2 separate regions of the Sus scrofa genome follow, and region 2 is linked to region 1. The links are chromatin contacts, called in public HiChIP or PLAC-seq maps. All regions are on one chromosome and are shown on one strand. Each heading gives the region's core, a stretch centred on a gene start, on an enhancer-like site or on the middle of the called end of the contact. The rest is flanking DNA. Distances are from core to core; before and after follow the strand shown. Region 1 holds the start of FAM32A (family with sequence similarity 32 member A). Region 2 holds the start of LOC110259329 (docosahexaenoic acid omega-hydroxylase CYP4F3-like).

Region 1 (5,785 bases), core at 514-3,013:
CCAAACAAGGAGTCCAGGTAGCTAGTGTTCAAAAGGCCCAAACTCTCTGTTTTAAGGGAAAGGTTTTTATTTTATATATATAAAAACACACACATACACACACATGGCTGCACCCACGGCCTGTGAAAGTTCCCAGGCTAGGGTCCAATCGGAGCTACAGCTGCCGGGCCTATGCCACAGCCACAGCAATTGCCAGATCTGAGCTGCATCTGTGACCTACACCTCAGCTCACACCCTGCAAGATCCTTAACTCACTGAGTGAAGCCAGGGTTCGTGATCAGCTCATGGACATAGTTCTGATTGGCTGGTGGTGAGTTAACTGGGAGTCAACATCGTCAACTTTTTGGTTCCAACAAGTCTGGGGTCTATATGCTTGTGGGCAGCATATAGTTATCTTCCTTCACCTGGTAGAGGTTTCAGTATCTACAAAACAGCTTAAAGGATATGGCTCAGAATATTATCTATAGCCCTTGAGGAGGAACCAAAGGCCCTTGAGTTTGTTTAATAGCTAAACCATTATTATTTTGTCTCACTTGACTGTTTTCCTTTGTTTCTGCAATTTCTCACTTCTCTGATTAAATTTACTCTTTGGAATTCAAAGGAAGCCTCGGAAGCTAAAGTTTTTCTGCAAACAAGAGGCAGGTGGAGGACATGGTGGGTGTGGGGGGTGGGTGTCTGTTCCAGTTATGTGGAATAACACTCACCAAAGAAGAAGAATGGTAATACTGTTGTACCCAACAACAGGAGGGATCTCAAACACATTATGCCCAGTGAAACTCTAACTCAAGAAAACACATGTGTTATGATTCCATGTACATGAAACATTTTTAAAAAGACATTCACAACCTATAGTGAGAGAAAACAGATTTGGAGTTGCCTGGGAAGAGGGATAGAAGGGTTAACTGGAAAGAAGAACAAAGGAATTTGGGGGTGACAAAATGTTCTATATTTTGATTGTACAGGCGATTACATAGGTGTATAAATGTGACAATATTCATGGAAGGGTACAATGTAAATGGGTGTCTTTTACTGTTTATAAATTGTACCTCAATAAAACTGATTTTAAAAAATAATTTAGGAGTTCCCACTGTGGCATAGTGAGTTAAGAGCCGGGTGTAGCTCCGTGAGGATGCAGATTCAATCCCTGCCCCTTGCTCAGCGGATTAAGGATCCAGCATTGCAGCAAGCTGCAGAGTATGTCACAGATGTGGTGTCTGTGGCATAGGCCTGCAGCTGCAGCTCCAATTCCACCCCTAGCCTAGGAACTTTCATATGCCACAGGTGCAGTGGTAAAAAGAAAAAAGACAATTCTTAAATGCCACCAACAATATATTTCACATATTACTATCATTTACCAAAAGCTGGAAAACTAACCACTACTAATTAGGTTTACAAAATTAGGTAATCTGTTGAACCCTCAAAATATGGCAATAAACTCAAGAAAACGTTGGGTTTTAGGAAACTGCTTCTCTGTCAAAGAGTGAGCGAGGAGGGTGTGGAGGATGAAAGGGCCGGGTGGTGGGGGAGGGTTGGGAGGTGGTGAATGGGCTCGGAAGTAGCACCAAGGCCGGAAGTATGGCAGGAGGCAGGATGCAGAATGCAGAGGATGTGAACTCACCTGACCTCCAGGCCCAACCCGGAACCCAGAGGTGTGGCGAACGCGGCTTCCAAGGGCGCACGCGCACCGCCTGGATAAGCCAATCAAAACAAAGGGAGGCGGGCGTTTGGGTGGAAGTTGCTTTCTCAAACAGGAAGTGTGGCATTTTTACAGCCCGAACGTCAAACCGGGTCCATGGAAGACTACGAGCAAGTCCAAAGGGGGCCCCTGAAGCTGAAAGGTGTAGCAGAGCTCGGAGTGACCAAGCGGTAAGTCCCGAGAGCCCACGGGACCCCATATTCTGCCTTTTTAAGCTTCTTCCTGAGGCCCGGGGTTGGTGCTCTGACCTGCCATTACCCTCGCTCCCACCCGTCTCCCCAGGAAGAAGAAAAAGAAGGACAAAGACAAGGCGAAACTCCTGGAAGCCATGGGAACGAGCAAAAAGAACGAAGAGGAGAAGCGGCGCGGCCTGGACAAGCGGACCCCGGCCCAGGCGGCTTTCGAAAAGATGCAGGAGAAGCGGGTAAGTTGGGTGAGGAGCCGAGGGACGCCCCGCATCTCCCGGGGTGGATTCAGAGGCAGGGCCTGGAGACTTGTAACCAGGATCTACCCCAGGACACTCCGGGGAGGGCGAGTGGCCAGAGTGGACGTTAATTACCGGGAGAAGCTACTGCCTGAGTAGAAGACAAGAGTCCGTTGCGGGGAGCTCCGAGGATAGGAAGCTTCTCTGGCGAAGTGTATTTCAGAGGGGCGGGCTAGAGATCCCGGTTTCGATTCCAGCGCGGTCCCTCATTTGCCCAAGACACTGTGGGTCAGGGACTCCTCTCTCCTTCCCTCACTTTCCTCATGTGTAGGGGTAAGGATAATGCTTTCTTCTAAGAAGAATGGAAACTTTGGATGAGGTGATGCAGGTAAATGGCATTAAGTCTGGCATGAAGTCAGTGCTTAAATGATGCTGGCTGTTGATATTAAATGGGCTGCTGTAAGTCACCACGAAGTGTTTCCACGACTTCGGCAGCTTCAGATATGTTGTGTTTTAAGGCTCTAATGAGTGGTTTTCTCTTAACATTGAATACAAGGCCCCCAACTGAGAACCACTGGCCTAGACTGATTATTTCCTCCTGCAAGCATTATGGGCTGAACTTATCTATTCTATGCCGACCTCTCATATCTCTCACCACCCAGTTTTTATTAAAAAATAAATAAGGCAGATTTTTGGAGTTCCCCGTTGTGGCTTAGTGGTTAACAGATCCAACTAGGAACCATGAGGTTGCAAGTTCGATCCTTGGCCTTGCTCAGTGGGTTAAGGATCCGGCGTTGTGGTGAGCTGTGGTGTAGGTTGCAGACGAAGCTCGGATCCTGCATTGCTGTGGCTCTGGCGTAGGCCGGCAGCTACAGCTCCCATTCGACCCCTAGCTTGGGAACCTCCATATACTGCGGGAGCAGCCCAAGAAATGGCAAAAAGACAAAAATAAATAAATAAATAAAATAAAAATAAATATAAATAAATTAAATAAAGCAGATTTCTAAAGCAGGAGATCAAAATTTTGATACTAGATGTTAAATTTGAGGTGCCAGCCAGAAATCCAAGTGGAGAATTCTCATGGACAGTTTTGATACCTGAATCTGCAGTTTGAAGGAAAGGCCTGAGCTCAGATAAATATTGGGAATTTCCCTGGGACTGGATGAGATCCTTTGAGGAGGAGTAGCGACAGACAAGAGGTCTAGGATCTGACCTCTGAGCAGAGGGTGACAGAGGGGAAAATTGCGAAGGAACACAGGACACACAGATGCCAGGAGAGACCATGTCTTTAGAAACCAAGTGGAGAAATTGCTTCCAGAGGGAAGAGTGAAATCAGCTATAATTAAAAACAAAAAAACAAAAAACTTTTTTAAAAAAAGCTGTCAATATGCAAAAAAAAAAAAAAAAAAAAAAAGGAAGAAGTGGTCAACTGTATTATATGCTGGCAGGAGGTCTAGTCAGGTGAGCACTTAGAGCCCTCAGCTGGCATTTGGAATGAGGAGGGGGGAAAAGCTGATTAGAGGGGATCCAAGTGGAGTGTGGGGAAGGGCAGAGGTGGAGACAAGGATTAGGAGTAAGTCTTGATTACCAGAGGGGAAAGGTGGGGGAAGGGATGGATTGGGAGTTTGTGATTGTCATATGCACACTATTGTATATGGAAAGGGTGGTCAGTGGGGACCTGCTATATTTAGCACATGGAACTCTATTCTTTGATAACCTATATGGAAAAAGAATCTGAAAAAAAAATGGATATGTATGTATGTATGGGTAAATGAATCACTTTACTGTACAACAGAAATTTACATAACATTATAAAACAACTATACTTGAGTAAAACTTTTTAAAGTGAAAAAAAATATCTTGAACGATTTGCTGTTACAGGCAACAGAGAAACAGGCCTGTAGCTGTAGGGTGGAATTTCAGGGTGAAATTTTTGTTGCTGGCATTGAAAACCAGAAAACTGCTGGGAGTTACATTTGCATCAGGTGAAAGAAAAAGATGAGGTGGATGAGAGAGAAGGGAGCAGGTGAAGGCAAAGTAAAGTGCAGTTGGGAAATGCACATTTCCTTGTTGGTTGAGTTCCTTGTTGGATTGAGCACAGTGGGCTTTAAAAAGCTGGACAGCTCCTGGGAGGAAGGCCCCAACCTGGTGGAGAGGGTCAGGGCTTGACATCCCCAGCCTCATCACTGCTCTCATCACTGCCCATCTGTCCTCACTTTCTCTTGTCTGTGACGTGGGGTTGTCACCAGCACCCAGGACACCTGTGAACTAGGTCCAGGGAGTGGGAAGAGAGAGGGCAGAGCCATGCCAAGTACCTGGCATTGGTGACAGCTGGTCAAGTCAGTGTGACCTCTTGTGAGGAGACACAGGCCTCACTTGGACTCATGGCAGCAGGAAGAGGTGGGGTGGACAAGGTGGATACTTCAGAGGGAGAGGGAGTATCAGTCAGGTGGGAGCTACCTGGGTGTAGAGGGAGATGAGGAGGCAGCCAAGGAGAACAGGAGGGGAAGGGAGGAACAGCCAGAGGGAAGTCCACATTGTATCTCATGCTTCTATGAGTTGACTAGGCTTAGGTGGGTGGTTCTCCTACTGGCCTTCCTTGGAATCTAGTGCCATCAAATGGCAACTGGGGCTGGAGGCCCCACTGGGCTGGAACATCCAAGATGTTCACCATCACGTGTCTGGTGCCTCAGTGCTCCTCCCAGGGCCTCCCTCCCCACATGTCATCTCATTTTCCAGGTCCTTTCTTTCCAGCAAGGTCATCAGACTTCCTGCATGGTGGCTAGCTTCTAAGAACATAAAGCAAAAGCTTCTGGGCGTTCTTACAGCTTCAGCCTGGCACTGGCACTGCATTCTGTTAAGTAAACTGTGTCACAGGACCAATCCAGAGTCAGTGTAGGAGAGGACTGCACCAGGGCCCTCGGTTCATGGGCGGGGGGGCACCAACATGGGTTGGCCACAGTCAGCCAGATAGTAGGTATAGTGCCAGCTGTGGGCCCAGGTCTCTGCAGCTCTGCATCCATTGCTCTTAATTCATTCCTGTACCATTGGTATTGAGCATAAGAAGCAGGGCGGGCATGTGGTACAGGATGTAGATTCTAGAATCATACTCATTAAGGTGACCCGGATCTTGTAGCCCTCTTGGCACTGTGTACTGTCACTCTAGCACCTATTCTGTGTCGGGCCCTTTACCTTCCTCATTTCTCATCCTTCTTCAAACCCCATGTGAGACTTGATTTTTCTGCAAGCTGAGAAGGTAACCAGTTGTCCAAGGATGCAGGAAGCAAGCACATCTGTAGCTCTCAGTGGAGTCTCCTTGAGTCAGTGCTAGTACATTTCCTGCCACTTAGACCAAAGGGCAGCTGACTTGGGTTCCCAGTGGGATGTGTTATACCAAGGCATCCTTATTGGACCCTCTGGAGTGGAGTTGATGGAGGGGCAAACTGTATACCTGAGAATTCCAGCTGTTCTAAGTATGAGAGCCAGGCTGGCCAGGGCTCCTGTCTTCTATCTCGTGCTGGCTTTGGCTACATGAAGCATGTCATTTATCTCTATTTCTCTCCTCTTTTTAGCAAATGGAAAGGATCCTGAAGAAAGCATCCAAAACCCACAAGCAGAGAGTAGAGGTAAGTCACATGCTGGTGGGGGAGACTGAGCCCTGTAAG
Region 2 (5,800 bases), core at 986-3,485, 490 kb before region 1:
TTTGGCACACCTATGGCATGGGGAGGTTTCAGGCAAAGGATGGAGCCTGCACCATAGCAGTGACCAGAGCTGTGGCAGTTGCAATGCCAGATCCTTAACCACAAGGCAAGTCCTTCTACCTGTGTCTGACAGGATACTTGCAACTCTCTGTGAGGTTTTATCAGCCCATTTTACTGATATAAAGACTGAGTTCAGAGAGGTGACAGGACGTGCCCAAGGCTGGTGACTCACAGTGACCACCACCTCGGATGTGACACAGGCTTGCCTGTTGCCTGACTCTGGATGGTGGGGGGGGAGCGGGGGAAGGGACCCAGGAGAAGGAGCAGGGTGGTGAGTGGCTCCACTCCTTCCAACACTGGCTGGCAATCTTCCATAAGCCAGGCTTGGGTGATTTGGCAGCTGAGATGCTCCTTGTTTGCAGAAAAACCATCGGGGATGCTCCTGAACATCCCCAAAGATGAACAGAAAGTCTCCCCCTGAGGCTTTTTGCCTCCAGTGCTGGCTCCCTTTCTCCTTCTACCACCTGACCCAGGAATCCGGGGAGCCAGGCCCTTTTGATTGCAGGCCCAGATCCTGCCCTTCTGATTAGAGCAGAGACCTGTGGGGGTTTGAGTACTGGTCATGGCTAATGGAAATTCCACATCAGCTGATAGATTCCATATGGGGCCAAAATTTACTGCCATGGTTGTCTATCCAAAGGATTAGTTGCATGATCTCACATGCTAGTCCAGGTGTTTTTTTCCCTTTCTTTTGAATGCTTTGCTTGTGGCATATCTAAGGTCCAGGGCCAGTGGTAGGATCAGAACTTCAGCTGAATGTCTATACCAGCCACAGCAATACCAGATCCAAATTGAATCCATGAACTATGCTGCAGATAATAGCAATGCTGGATTCTTAACCCACTGAGAGAGGCCAGGGATTGAACCCACATCCTCACAGAGACATCAGGAAATCCATATGCAAGCCCAGAGGTAGAAGGAAAAAAAACAAAACAAAACTTGCTTTCTTGTGTAGCCTGTGTTCCACTCAGTTCCTGCTCTTGGAGGCTCTCCCTTATCATCCATATCTCTGCCCACCCTGATCCTGGATGAAGGTAGGACCTTTCCCCGGACACATCACTCACCACTGCCTGGCATGTCCTTGATTATGTAGTTCATCATCACCCATGTCACCATAAAGTGTGAGCCCCTTGACAGCAGGGACTGCAGTGCTCACTGCTGCATCCCTAGTGCCTAAAATAGTGCCCATCACATAATTTAGGTTCAATAATTATATGATTGTATGAGCAGCCCAGGATATATAGATTTTTTCCTTACTTTATAACTGAAAAAAAAAAAAAAAACTCTCCGAGAATCAGAGGCATGAAGATACTGTGTTCCCCGCATGCCTTGCAGAATCCAGACTCAGAAGTCTTAAAGCAACACTTCCTAAAAACTTGAAGGAGTGTCCACAGTTCCCCTGTGGATCTTTTGAAATGCAATGCTGACTCTGTATTTCTGGGCAAGGGTATGAGATTCGGCATTTACTGCCATCTCTCAGGTGATAAAGATGGTGGGATGGTGGAGTGTTGTAGACCACAATTTTAGCAGCTGAGCCTTAGAACTCACTGCTGCAAATGTTTATCTCTCCCTCAGATATTTAAAGAGCATCTACATTGTGCCAGGCTTTGCTGTCACCTGTCCTGACATATTTATCTAATTTTCTGGGGGGCTGGAGAAAATTGCTTCAATTTTTGGAATTTCTGGCTCCTCTTCTGTAAAAATGGGTTCATGAATTTCGTCTCACAGAGCTGTTGGATGATTACAATAACAGCAATAACAACAGTAATACAATGACTTGCATTTTTAGAGCCCTTCCTCTGTCCTATGTGTTTTAGAAGCATTGTCTCTTTTAATGATTCCCACCATTGAGAGGTAGTACTAATTAAATGTCTCTTTATAGATATGGAAAGAGAAGAGCTTAGGGGTTCAGAGTACCCAGTGTGAGGCATGGGGCACAGCTGTGTGACTTTGGGTGAGTCACTCTTCAGTCTCAATTTCCTTATCTGTAAAATGGAGAAAAAAGGGGTTAATGTACTTAAAGGGCTTAAAAAGCTTCAGTGACTTATGTTTGGGACATGCTGGTGTGGTGGCTGCTGTTCCTGCTCTAGTTCTCTCTCTGTGACACTGTTGCCTCCCCCACCCCATTTGGGCAACTTCCAGGTAGGGAGGAGTTAATGGGGCTGTGGGGATTGGCTGACTTGTCTGGGCCCCTGGTAGCTTCCTCTAGGTCAGAGGACAGGGGCAGACTTTCCAGGAGGAGGGGAAAGAAGTTGTGTGGGACAAGCCACTCTTGACAGAAGGTGACAGGCTGGGGGTCAAGGGCTTGGGGTCCTGGCCTAGGCTAGGGGAGGACACTGCCCAAGGCAGGGTGGCTCCAGGGAATGAGCTGGCCTAAGGAGATGAGTGGACACCATGGGTAACTAAGTCTCCCTCTCTGTCCCTTTCTGTCTCTGTCTCTCTGTCTTTTTCTCCCTTTGCCTCTGGATTTCCCTGGGTCTACCTCCCCTCTCTGAACCCATGTTTTCCCATCTCTGAGCGCTTCTTGTTCCATGCCCAGCACCATCCCACCCCCATCCCCTTGCTCCTCTCCTTCTATCTGTCTCTGCCTCAGAGCTCACCCTCAAGGCCCTTTGCTCAGTCTCAGGAGCTAACTCTCCATCCTGCATCCTGTTTGCCCTGCAGGATGCTACAGCTGAGCCTGTCCAAGATGGGACTGTGGCTCATGGCAGCCTCACCATGGCTTCTCCTGCTGCTGGTTGGGGCCTCCTGGCTCCTGGTCCAAGTCCTGGTCTGGACCTACACCTCCTATGACAATGCTCGCCGCCTCCGAGGTTTCCCGCAGCCTCCAAAACGGAACTGGTTCTTGGGTCACCTGGGCCTGGTGAGTGTGGGCAGCAGGATTGTTCTGTGGGGTCAGGTGGATGGACTTCAGGAGTGGAGCTCAGGGGTTGGGCTGGGGTCTGGTACAGCAGAGAATGAGGGAGGCCAAGGAGTCCCCTTCCTCATTCATTCCTCTGTTCTACCATCCCAGGCTTTTCCCACATCCTGTCCTTTCACCCCTAGTCTGTTTCTAGGTCTATTTCCTGCCTGTTCCACACATATCTGAGGCCAGGCTGCACAGAGCCTAGTCCCCCAGCCTTTCCAGTCTCCATGATGGCCTTGAGTCCTCCTCAAGGGCAGTGTCCAGGGTGCCTTCTGCAAGCAGCCCTTTTCCTTGGGTCTTCTCATTCTGGGCTACAGCTTCCCCACAGGAATTAGCTAGCTGTCTATAGGGTCATAGCTCCCTACTCCCTCCCCATCCTGAGCACCTTCCTCTTCTCTTACTCCCCTTCCCCCTAGATGTCCCAACGGGCCCATTGCCCAATCTGGGTGAAGTTGGCCCCTCACTTCCCCTTTCAGAAGTTTCCTTAGATCTTCTGCCACCCTCTCTTATCCCCGTGGGCCTTGTGCCCCAGACCTTGACCTTGGACTTGGCCCTGCTCATGATTAAATAAATAGCTAACTGTCCAATGACTTATTGACCATCTTTCCCATTTGAGGATAGTTCTGGGGAGCAGACAGTACAGTGTCCAGTCCAGGGCTGGTGTATGGTAGGCACTCAAAATAAATGATTCATGACCTAGGTAATGAACTTGCTATCACCTCCCTCCGTCAAGGTCAAAGGAATGGGTTTCCAGCTCCTCCCATCTCCCAGTGCTGTTGAGAGAGGAGCACAGTTTTCCTTTCCTGCCTGGGAGGAGAACTACAACTTGGGAAAGGACTTACTGCAATTTTCGTGTTTGTTACTGCAAAGTTCAGAATGGGGGCATGCTGAAGCTCACTGTGAAGATTTCCTGAGACTCAGGGTCTTGAAATGGCCTCAGTGAGCCTTGTAAGCAGCAGGAAAGTTACAAATTTGCTGTTGTTCTGCCTTCCTCTCCAAGGGCTTGCCTGAGGGGACTGGTCTTGGAAGTTTTCCTCCCCCCAGCTCCTCTTGCTGTGTGACCTCAGCTGACTCACTCTCCCTCTCTGGACCAATCTCATCAAGTGCTTTGAATCCTTACCTCGGTGTCCTTGGGGAGAGGGGACTGAGTCACAAAGGTGAATATGACTTATATTCAGCTTCCCAGAGCACCAGGGAGTATTTGTCAGGCTTGAATGGGGTATTATGAGGGGGAGAATGTTTCACCAGGAGGGGACCTTCCCTCCTCTCACTTTTGGGGACTATAGCTTCAGTTTCTTCATTTGTAAATGCACAACTGAGTGACAGGTCCATAGGTTATGGAGCGATTAATAGACAAGATGTATCTGCACAGAACCTGGCCAGCAGAGGGAGTTCATGTGTCAGAGTTGCTGTCCTGATTGATGGGCATAATTCACTATGCCCCTTGGGGTCTGCTGGGACTGGAAGGTCCCAGGTCTGCAGAACCTTGAGCATGCATGTTCTAGTTGTGTGGAGTGACCAGAACAAGACAGGATTTGGGGACAAAACCCAGGGACAAGTCCAGAGCAACCATCTTACCCACAAACTCCACAAACTTCCCTCATAGGGATTTCCTCCCTGGGATGCCCCAGGGGCATGAACCACTCCCTGGAGGAGAAAAATCTGTCTTCTTCAGCCAAGGTCAGCTTCGCTGTGGGCAGAGAGGGTTTCTTCTCCCTGTACCCTGCGATGCACTTTTGGGAGTTGGAGAGGCTCCAGGATCCTCCCTTCCCCCGAGGGAAGGAGCAGGAGAAAGCAGAGATTTCCCCTCCATTTGTGCAGATTCCTACACTCTGTCCACTGTAGGGGATCCTTCTGGGGAGTTGTGGCCCTTGTCTTGCTTGCAAGCCCCCACACACCAGCCAGAGCAAGGCCTGAGGAACTTAACTCAGCAGGTGGCCAACTACCCTGAGTGATTTATGATCTGGATGGGCCCCATCACCCCCTCATCATTTTGTGCCACCCTGACTTGATCCAGACTATGGACAATGCCTCAGGTACCCATGCAGAACTTGTGGTAGTGAGTGCAGCAGCACATCTGATGACTTCCAGCCCTTCCCTGACACTTCTATCTGGCCCCTCCAGGACTCCTACAGCCCCTCTTCACCTCTTCTCTTTCAGCCATCTTTCTCATGTATTCAAACCCTGTTTCATTATCCTTTTTCTCACTCCACTCCTGTCTGCACTATAACCTGGTGTCCTGGGTGAAAGACTTCCTCTCCCCAGTCTTGAAGAGACAAAGGTGGATAGAGAGATCCCTGCCCTAGTGTGGTCAGAAATTGGCCAGAAGAATATGAGATGTGGCAAATCAGACTGAAGCAACTTCATCTGCTATGGTATGCTAGAAGGCTTCCTAGAGGAGGAATTGCTGGAATTGGGTCTGGAATAATGAACAAAAATTTTTTAAATCAGAGGGTAGAGTAATGCAGTGGGAATTGACAGCATTCCAGGCCCCCTATCAGGCATGCCCTCAGTCCCACCCATCCCCCAGGCACAGAGCAAGAAAGGCTTGTGGCTGGTGGAGGGTCTGGGCTGCTATTTTCATGACATCCACCTCTCTGAGGGGTCGACTTCTTTTACCATATCCTGTGGCTCAACCACTTCTAGTTCAGTGCCCTCTTCTTCCAAGCCTCAGGAATCTCCCTGAGGAGACTCTACCCCATCCTGGCTCCCCTCCTTTTCCCTCCAATTCCCAGACAAACCAGGAAAGCAGAGGAATGGGCAGCATCTATCAGAGATCTTGGCTCCAACACCAAAATGCTGGATGCCTCTGGGAAGGTTTCTGGCGCTCTCTGTC

Evidence for each region. HiChIP or PLAC-seq counts read pairs in DNA pulled down with a chosen protein or histone mark.
Region 2: an H3K27ac HiChIP or PLAC-seq map of alveolar macrophages shows a contact between it and region 1. The contact joins the promoter of LOC110259329 here to the promoter of FAM32A in region 1. A contact is called at or near these places in 1 of 5 promoter capture datasets (liver) and 1 of 2 datasets of contacts at active chromatin or transcription factors (alveolar macrophages).

Annotation. Positions count from the first base shown.
Region 1 is chr2:61,390,229-61,396,013 of Sscrofa11.1, reverse strand. FAM32A (family with sequence similarity 32 member A) reads left to right here and starts at 1,763. Exons shown (of 4, transcript NM_001243887.1): 1 at 1,763-1,866; 2 at 1,979-2,120; 3 at 5,693-5,746. The coding sequence starts at 1,793. All of the region lies in intron 1 of CIB3 (calcium and integrin-binding family member 3), which reads right to left.
Region 2 is chr2:61,881,152-61,886,951 of Sscrofa11.1, reverse strand. It overlaps LOC110259329 (docosahexaenoic acid omega-hydroxylase CYP4F3-like), which reads left to right and starts at 2,235. Exons shown (of 13, transcript XM_021083607.1): 1 at 2,235-2,341; 2 at 2,724-2,922. The coding sequence starts at 2,725.